2 separate regions of the Mus musculus genome follow, and region 2 is linked to region 1. The links are chromatin contacts, called in public promoter capture Hi-C maps. All regions are on one chromosome and are shown on one strand. The core of a region is the stretch at or near the end of the contact, and the rest is flanking DNA. Distances in the headings are between cores, read along the strand shown. Region 1 overlaps Nrxn2 (neurexin II). Region 2 holds the start of Fermt3 (fermitin family member 3).

Region 1 (4,648 bases), core at 984-3,483:
TGTCCCGTCCATTCCCCTCAGTGCCTCCCATTTCCACACTCTTGGTTTTCCCATGACTGTTCTGTGTCTGCAAGAAGCCCCCTGATCTCCACACCCCATGTCATATCCGGTCTTTCTGTCCCTGTCCCTCCCTGCCCCCCATATGCCACTACTTTGTTTCCTCCATTCCCCAGGAGCAGTCTCTTCAGGTCCCTCTGTTCCCTCTCTGCCATCTCAGCTACCATCCCTACCACAGGCAGCACTCTCCACTTCTCCTTTCCCACATCCTCACCCCAGCTCTGCCTCTTCAGGGTCTCTCATGCCCTTCCCTTACCCCTGCCTCCTTGCTGTTCTCTTCTGGCTCTCCTCAGATACTCAGACAGAACATTCTAGGCAATGGTGCTAGGTATTAGGAAAGGGGTCCAGGTGCACTGGAGGGGAGCCCTGTGGGGAAAGAGGGGCAGACATGAAAGAGACGGCAAGGTGCTGGCTCAGAGATGATGGGCAGGTGGAGAGGAGAGCCCAGGAGCTGGCAGGGGCAGGAGTCAGGCAGAGGGAACAGGAATCCAGGCTTTCCTGGACTGTGCAGGGTGCTTTATTTCTCTACAGTGTTAGATCTCCCAGAAAGGTCTTGTCACCGCCCCTGATGCTCCGAGACACGGTCAAGAGAATGGGGCCAACAACTATAACATGTTGGCATGAGCATTGCCTGTGTGTGTGGGGTGTCTTCCCAGGGTAGAAGGAGGTAAGGATGAGGGGGAGGGCAGCTCGGGACACTGATGAAGTGGTGGAGAGGCTGAAAAGGATTCAGGGGGAAGGAGGGGACTAAGGAAATCTACAAGAGGAGAAAGCAGTTTCTCATGACTGAACCCCTCTCTGCTCACCTCAGCTATGGGGAGATGAGAGAACTGGCCTCCCCTGGGACGCCTCCCTGGGCTGGAGGCCAGCCAGCTTTCCTCCTGCTCCAAGGCTCCCTAGTGTGAGGGCAGTGCACTTTCTCTTTCTCTCTCTCTCTCTCTCTCTCTCTCTCTCTCTCTCTCTCTCTCTCTCTCTGCATGGACACCTGCTTCTCTGCTTCTCTACTGAGTCTCCTTGCCTTCTTCCCTGCTCACAGCTTTCCCACTCTCCCTCCCATCCCCCAAGCCCTCCCATTACATAATGTCCCTTCCCACCTGACATTTCTGTACCTGATGTCACTGTAGGGTATGGGGTGACCAACACACCTGGGACCTAAAATGGACAGAGGAGATGACACCTTTCTGGTCTTTCTGGTCATGGACCCCTTCATCCCAGTACTGGTCTCTGAATCTTTGATGAGCTCTTTTCTAGTCCTCCCGAGAGCCCACGAAGGCAGACCAACTCCCACTCAGTTCAGCAGCTTCCAGCAGAAGAGGGCTATCATGTAGTTTGGTTCTGTGGATGAGTATATAACTTAGATTCCTGACTGAATGGTGTATGGCCAGGATGAAGCTAAGAGCTGAGGTATGTAGATGAAGAGAGAGTTTAGCTGTCAGGGCCTGTGCAGAAGCCCCACCCCCTGGCTGTGGTGTTCTCCTGGGAAGATTTGTTGATAACAGAAAGCACCTAAGACCCGGGCTTTTCTGGATAATGCAGAGGCCTTATCCCTTGACCGCTCTAGATCTCCCAGAAAGCTTCTGTGCTGGCTTCTGATGTTCCTGGGGCACTGGCACACAGAGCCGCATGTGTGCTTTGAGCCCCCGGGGCATGACTGCACGGGCAGTTTTTAAATGGAGTAAATGCTGTGAGTCTGGGTTCCTGAAACATTGTTGATGGTTAGTTGTTTTCTTTCTAGAATGTAGGGATGTGTGTGTGTGTGCATGCATGTGTTGACTATATGATCATATCTAGTGTTTTATGGCTCTGTGAATTTCTGGGTCTAGGAAGCATTGAGGTGACTGTTGAATGTGTGCAGAAGGTGACATCTTATGTCTGATTAGAAACTCTTGCCATGGGCTTCCAGCGGTGTGGGTCTGGCCAGCATGCTATGCATAGTCAGCTCCCAATTTACCAGTGTGGAAAAGAACAATTGGTCTATACCAGTCTTGGGCAACACTGGAGCCTGCTTTAGTCCCCTTTGCTTCTCAAAACCTTTCTGGATGCTGTCAAGTTACAGATGTGGAGTGTTATCCTGGGCACCAAGGCTGGCATGCCTTCTTCTGGGAGGGCTAGAGAGTTTGCTTGCCTGGCAGAGCTGTGGGAAGCGCCTCCGGAGCGTGGCCGGAGGGGCGGGGCTTGGCAGAAGCTCCGCCTCCAGCACCCGACCTCCTCGTAAACCAAGCCCTCTGTCCCCGCCCGTGCGGGAGCAGTGGTGCTGGGGAGAGAAATGTCTCCCTGGGGTAATTACTGCAGCCCCAGCCCAATAAACCATTCATCCTTTCCCTCTTCTGCCCAAGAAGTGTCTCTCCACCCTGGTTCCCCCCCACAGTATAATAAATGCCCTTCGGCTTTAACAGGTCCGCCCAGCACAGTAAACTGGCTGCAGTGTGAGAACAGCTGGATCATAAATCCTGGGGGAGGCCGGGGCTGGGAAGCGGGAGGGCTGGGGCGCGGGCGCCCATTTGTACCTCGCCGGCCCCTGCCCTTGGCCGCCCGCGGAGGCCTGTCTTTGTGCGTTTACCGCCATGTTTCCCTGGCTGCCTCGACTCCTGTGGCGGGGTCTGCCTCTCCGGTCTGGGGCTTTGTGTGCAGTTGGGTGCCTCGCGACCCGCGCGTGGGTGTGGGGTCTAGGTGTGCGTCACTTGGAGCTGGGTCTCCTTGTAAGGGCTGGGACTTGGGTTGTTGGCACACATCTCAGATCTCTCCGGCTTTCCTGTCTAACCCGGCACCTGGCTTGCTGCTGTTCCGGTGCTATAGAAGCAGGAATGGCGCTGTCCATGGTGATGAGCGTGCTGATGGCTTCCAGCAGGAAAGCCGGCAGGAAGGGCCTCCTTTTTAGACCTGGCAGATTTGGGACCAGACTCCATGTAGATGGAGTTTCCTTCCCTGGTGTTAAAGGACCAAACAGCCTGATGAAATAGCCCTCTCCCGGGGAGGCCCTGGAACCCGGGGGTCAGGGAGTGTGTAGAGGAAGGTCAACATCTCTGCTCCCCAAACCCAATCTCCCAAATTCAACGTGCAGCTTGTGAGTGAAAGGGAGAGGGAGGACCCTGGGTATTATGGTTGTCATGGAAACAGCCGATTTTCTGGAGTGCTGCAGTGTTGGGAGCTGAGAGACTGTACTGGCTGAGGCATAGCCACTTGGCTCTGCTCTCCAGGCCCAGCCCTTACTAGGCAGTCAGGTAGCCTGCAGTGAGTATGGAGGTGATGCTCTCTGTGTACCTCTCACTGGGACCCGAAGGCCCAGCCTTCCTCACTGTACCTCTAGGGTCTAAGGTAGAAGGCACACCTGAGCCTGCAGGGCCAAAGCTGCTCTCCCCCCCGTCTGCTGGGGTGCTTTCCAAACTACAGGCTGCAAAAAGATGACAATTTTAGACATCCACGTGGTTTCTCCATGTCTGCCCTGCCCCTGAGGTCCCTCCCCATTCTTACTCTGTCAGGAGGGTAGGAGACAAGGAAGAAGCTCAGGGAAGAGCAGGGGACCAGTGCCTTCTCTTGCTCTAGTCTCACCAGTTCTGATGCCAGACTGAAGCCCCCCTTCCCTTCCCAGCCTCTCAAAGCACTCAGAAGTCCCCTCCCTCTCCTGGGGACCTAGAGTTCCTTGATGGATCCCTCTTTCCACCAGACTGCCCAGACTACTAGGGGCCCACTGGGTGAGAGACCCCGGGTCCCTGCTTCCCCTAGACCAGAGTTCTCCACTGTGTTCCCTACTGGCTTGCTGCAGGCTTCCATGCCCAGTCTCCATCTGCATCCCTTTCTCCCTGGCTAGGTCCTCCCTTGAACTCCTTTCCCCATCTCAAGAAGTGCCTTGAGAAGAGTCGTTAGTAGCTGATCATTTAATCAGGCACTTTATGCATCTCATCTGCTCTGGTTATGTCCTAAAGAATGCAGGATGAGTCTCTCCCCTTCCCTTTCTGCAGGCCCAAGAGTCTAGTCCTTCAGGACTCCCAGCAAGGCTCCCTTCCCGGAAACTGGGTGACCAGCCCCCCTCCCACTCCCACCTCCACCCCCAGGGAGCTCAGTCAGCCGCAGGAGGGAACATGGCGACTAATGGGGTTTATTTTGGGGCTGAGATCGTTAGGGACCTAACACCCGCCCCCGGCAGCCGGATGGCGAAGAGGAGAGAGGGTGGGGTGGGGGAGGGCTGGGAGAGGGAGCCTACATCTCAGGCTCCCACTCTCCCGCTTCCCTTACCTACATCCCTCTCTGTCCTTCTCTGTCCATCTGTCTCTCTGCCTCCTTCCTCCTCTGGCTGTCAACTTTCCCCATGTCCCCCCACCCCCCTCCCGTGTTTGCCGCCTCCTTTCTGGGCAGGGTTCCAGGCCTCTGGGCTTTGGCACCCAGGTACCCTTGCCTGAGGGTGGAAGCAAGGATCCCTGGACAGACCAGGAAGATTCCCGGGGGACTGGGAGGGGACAAAGGGGCTGGCACTGGCAAGGTGCCAAAAAGGAGCTATGAGTCACAGCTGCCCACAGCCCTGCTCATCTTCCCGCCATCACTTGAGGCCTCTGTGTTGCTTGGCTCGGGTCCCGGAGAAGCACTTGGGAGAGGT
Region 2 (4,288 bases), core at 1,016-3,515, 520 kb after region 1:
ACCACCTTTCTCTGTCCTGTTTGGCCTCTGGAGCCCTCATCATCTCTCCCCCAGATGATTGGATGGCCTGCTTGGGTCTCCCTGGCTACAGACTGCCTCCCCTTCAAACAAAGGGTCCTGCAAAGGTCTGCCTTAACATAGCCCTGCCCTTTGTTTTCAAGGGAAGCACCTAGTCGCTCAAGAAGGCTTCAGGACCTCCCAGGCTGTCAGGGCACCACCAGGGCTGCCTTCCCATCTTGTCACAAATCAGGTGTCTTTACTGTCCAGAGGCCCTAACCCAAAGCCTTTTCAAGTCCTTGGCATCAAGGCTAGGTCTGTCTTATTGTAGAGGCCTCTCTAGAAATCTCCTGTTCTGTCTACTGTCAGCTCCTGCAGGAAGCTCTTAGCCTTTGGCAGCAGCATGCCATCATGAGGAAGGTTGGCCTCACCACGCCTGGCAGTGGAGGACTGGGGATAATGCCCCTATTTCAGGGAACTGAGATCCTGGAACTGAAGTGACTTGGCCCATGGAGCCCAGCAGTGGTACAGGGTGAGGTCTAGGTGGCTGGGTGTTCAGCACTCTTGGGGTTCTTGCCCTAGACTCCTAACATCCCCAGCCCCTCTGTCCTGACCCATGTCAAGTCTCCAGCTTCGTCTGACATCCAGTTTCTGAGGGACTAACCCTCTTCCCACTTCTGCTTTCACAGCCTCTTTGGGCCCTGCTTCCGGCAGTTCCCTTCTGTCTCAACCCTGTTATTTGGCTGTGTTGGGGCTTGTCCTGCTCAGTCACTCTGGTCCGTCTTGGACTGCATACACATAGAGGGTTGGGTGGGTCTAGAAAACCTGCCTTCTATCCCTGTCCCAATTCCAGAGGCCTAGGACCCACACTCATGGTGAGATGCCTTCTGTCTCTGGCTATCGGGAGCTCATGGTGGGATGTCTTCCGGCTCTGACTATCGGGAGCTCATGGTGGGATGTCTTCCGGCTCTGACTATCGGGGCTTTCCTGCCATCCTCCCAGGAAGTGATAACTCTCATTCTCTGCTGGTAAAGTTGATGAGAAGCCTCATGGGGCCTTCTGGGTGACTGATATCGCCCTAGCCTACTCTGCCGTAACTTCCTGTGGGGGCAGGGCCTCTCACCCACTGTCAGCAGCCTGCCAAGTGGTTTGCTGGGGAGGAAATTTAGGAGAGTAGGTGCCAGGTCCCCAGGAACCTCCTAGCCATCCCTCAGGAACATAATAAGCCTCGGCACAGGCAAGACACACAGGGGACCATGTTGTCTGTCTCTTGGAGACTAGACAGAACCAGTAGGAGCTGGAGGAAGTATGGAGAGGGGAAGTTGAAGAAATACCTTCTTTGGAACCAAATAATTAAAGACTGTTGCCTGAGTCACTGTGACAAGGTTATGAGTAGAGGCGAGAATGGCCTAGAAAAGCCAGGGAGAGCTGTCATGACTGGATACATAGGGTCACGGGGACTCACTGATTTCCTCCACGATCTTCAGAAGTACCCCACCAATGTGCGACTCCCCCGTGACTCGGAGTGTGACAGACTGGGCCTCAGGGTCCTCCTCGCCCACAAACACCCTCAGCTCCCAGGAAGAGTCGATATAGTCCCCGGAGGCTGTCTTCATACCCGCCATGGCTGCGGCTGTTTCTGCTGAGACAAGGTGAGTAGACAGTGGGCTGCCTAGAAATAAGCAGGAGTCCTAGGGTACCCTGGGTAGGTGGGTAGGCTTTGGGGACACTGGTACAGAGAGCTACTGTGATCCAGTCAATATAAAACCCTCTTACTATCCTAAGTGTTTGGGCTGAAGAGACAGTTCCTTAGAGTCCACGTTGTCCTGCCAATTCAGGTTTCACAGGTGGGGACACCAAGGCCCAATACTCATTGTAAAGTACCCTGCTAGGTACCAGAACAGGTCAACTCTCCTACTCACAGTTCTGCCAGGCCCACCTATCTCAGAAACAAGTCCTGGCCCACAGCTCACAGCCAGTACTCTAACCCAAGCCTCTAGGGTGGTGGCAAGTGTGGCTGCTCTGCACAGAATGGCGGAGCAGGGGACAAGTGAGTCCTCCTGGGTCTTTCACTTACCTAGCCTGCAACGGGCTGCAGCTGCAGGTGGCAGTGGGACACCTGTTACCCTGGTCTGGCCTGGTCCTGCTCAGTTGCTTCCTTCAGAGGTCAGCCTGTAGTGGCCTTATCATGAAAGTTGTACTAGTCCCTCCCCAGGGCGGGCTGTTGCTGGGTACAGGAAGCACACTGCCAGCACGCAGAGGGCTCCACGGGGCCCTTGCTTTTGTTACCACAGGAAATGAGGGAAGAACAGTGCTGGGGTGACACCACAAAGTTCTCTTTACCCCACCCCCAGGCATCTACTGGTTGCACCTCCAGCCTGCTTTTTTCTTTTATTATTATTTTTTGTTGTTGTTCAAGACAGGGTTTCTCTGTATAGCCCTGGCTGTCTTGGAACTCACTCTGTAGACAAGGCTGGCCTCGAACTCAGAAATCCACCTGGCCCTGGTGGTGCTGGGTGCGCCACCACTGCCCGGCTCCAGCCTGCTCTTAGTGGGACTGTCTACAGTCAGCAGTGAAGTCCTTCCCACCTTTAAACAGGACTTGTTTCCAAACCTACCAGCCTTAAATCTGTCCAGTGACATGCTAGAGCCTCTCTGCCTCATAAAACCTCAATGTGATTTCCTCCAGGACCCTTTATCCCGTCTCTTTAGAGGGTTCTGGTGGTCCAACAGCCTCATGTCCATGCCAGGCACTGGGATGCAAATTGCTCTAAGGAACTGAGCAGGAACGTAGACTTTTCAGGGCAGCAGCCTACCATTAATGGACGTGGTTTTTTCTTTTTTCAGAAAGGGTTTCTGTGTAGCCTTGGCTGTCCCAGAACTCACTCTGCAGACCAGGCTGGCCTTGAACTCAGAGATCTGCCTGCTCTGCCCCAAGTGCTGGGATTAAGGGTATGTGCCAACCTCTCCTCCCAAGGTAAGGCTTTTTAAGTGTGACTAGGAGAGGCTGCTCTGAGGAGTCCTGGGGTTGGGACAGGAAGCTAGTTTAGGCTAACGTAAGACATAGTACAGCCTGGTGCTGGACTCAGCATCTTGCTAGCCCAGGAAGCAGTCTTTTGGGAGCAAATGAGGAAGTTCAGTGTTGGTCACAGTGTGGGAGGAAGATAGTGGTGTGGAGCTCAGGATTGGAGCAGCAGGAGCTGTTGTCAGTATTAGTCTCAGGCCTGCTTTCTGACCCACCTTGAGTCTAGGTTAGGTTCTAGTGTTGACCTAGCAGGTTCACTCTAAGACTGCACTGCACAGAACATCAACCCAAAGCTGATCAGAATGCAGGTAGGTCATCAGTTGTTGAGCGACACTTCCACCTAGTGGCCACCCTGACAAAGCAAACAGCTCACTCTTCAGCGACCTTTCTTTCAAGGCCATCAAGAAAAGGCTTTGTGTTGGCTTCCAATTCAGCACTACTGTGTCTTAAGAGAAGAAAGTCACTGGAGACCGTAGCAACATATAACCACGCCTGACTGGCTTCTTTATTGAGGAGGGACGTGGGTAAGAACAGGTGAAGACAGCTGGGACCCTAGGTTGGGAAGAACACCCTCCCCTCCCCGTATGCACCCACTGCCCCAAATAAAAAATAACCAACTATGGGGGAGCAGCCGAGACAGTGACGGGGAGGCTAGGACTGGGCAGGGAAGGACACTCGGATTGAGGGCAGCAGTGAAGAGACCATGCGTGTGCTGGGAGGGCCCGAGGTGGCGCTGGATGAGTCTGTCTTCCTTGTAGGCATGTATAAATATAAAGATAAGCCTTTCTTCTCCCCCCCTCTGCCCAGTGCTGCTCGCCACCTTCCCAGCTCGCCTTCCTCATTGGCGAAGGGAAGAGGGGGAAAAGCAAGTTATCACCGAATTGCGATGAGACCCACATCCATCAGCTTCTGGATCTTCTGCGCTATTACAGGATTCTTTAAGTGTCTAGGAGAAGAAGATACAGTTAACTGAACAAGTCTCCTTCCACCCAAGTTCCTCGGCTGCAGAGCATTCTCAAAGACCCTGCACATGCAAAAGTCCTTTTCACCAGACAGGACAGAAAGAACCTGCCTATGCTACTGTTTGTCTGCACAGCTGAAAGCCTAGCATAGTTGGCCTTCCCAACAGAAGCTTAGGCTATTAGACTAACAGAAAAAGCAAGCTCACAGGCTCTCTGTACCACCAGTATTTTCTGTTAAGATTGATAGGATTCAGGGCTAGAGATGGCCCAGTGGTTATTGATGGAGAGAGAACTCGGAGCACTT

What was found. Promoter capture Hi-C pulls out the DNA fragments that hold promoters and counts their contacts.
Region 2: a promoter capture Hi-C map of pre-B cells shows a contact between it and region 1, with 11 times the contacts expected there. A contact is called at or near these places in 13 of 39 promoter capture datasets (the 3T3-L1 cell line, 3T3-L1-derived adipocytes, the C10 cell line and 8 more), 27 of 484 Hi-C or Micro-C datasets (B cells, CD4 T cells, the G1E-ER4 cell line and 18 more) and 13 of 130 datasets of targeted methods (T-cell acute lymphoblastic leukemia, astrocytes, bone marrow-derived dendritic cells and 9 more).

Annotation. Positions count from the first base shown.
Region 1 is chr19:6,499,923-6,504,570 of GRCm38.p6, forward strand. The region is part of intron 17 of Nrxn2 (neurexin II); the gene reads left to right. Among named protein-coding and RNA genes, the nearest start is that of Gm52381, 5.0 kb to the left of the region's middle.
Region 2 is chr19:7,017,204-7,021,491 of GRCm38.p6, forward strand. Fermt3 (fermitin family member 3) reads right to left here and starts at 2,266. Exons shown (of 15, transcript NM_153795.2): 1 at 2,075-2,266; 2 at 1,463-1,636. The coding sequence starts at 1,622. It overlaps Stip1 (stress-induced phosphoprotein 1), which reads right to left. Exons shown (of 14, transcript NM_016737.2): 14 at 3,493-3,968. The coding sequence ends at 3,896.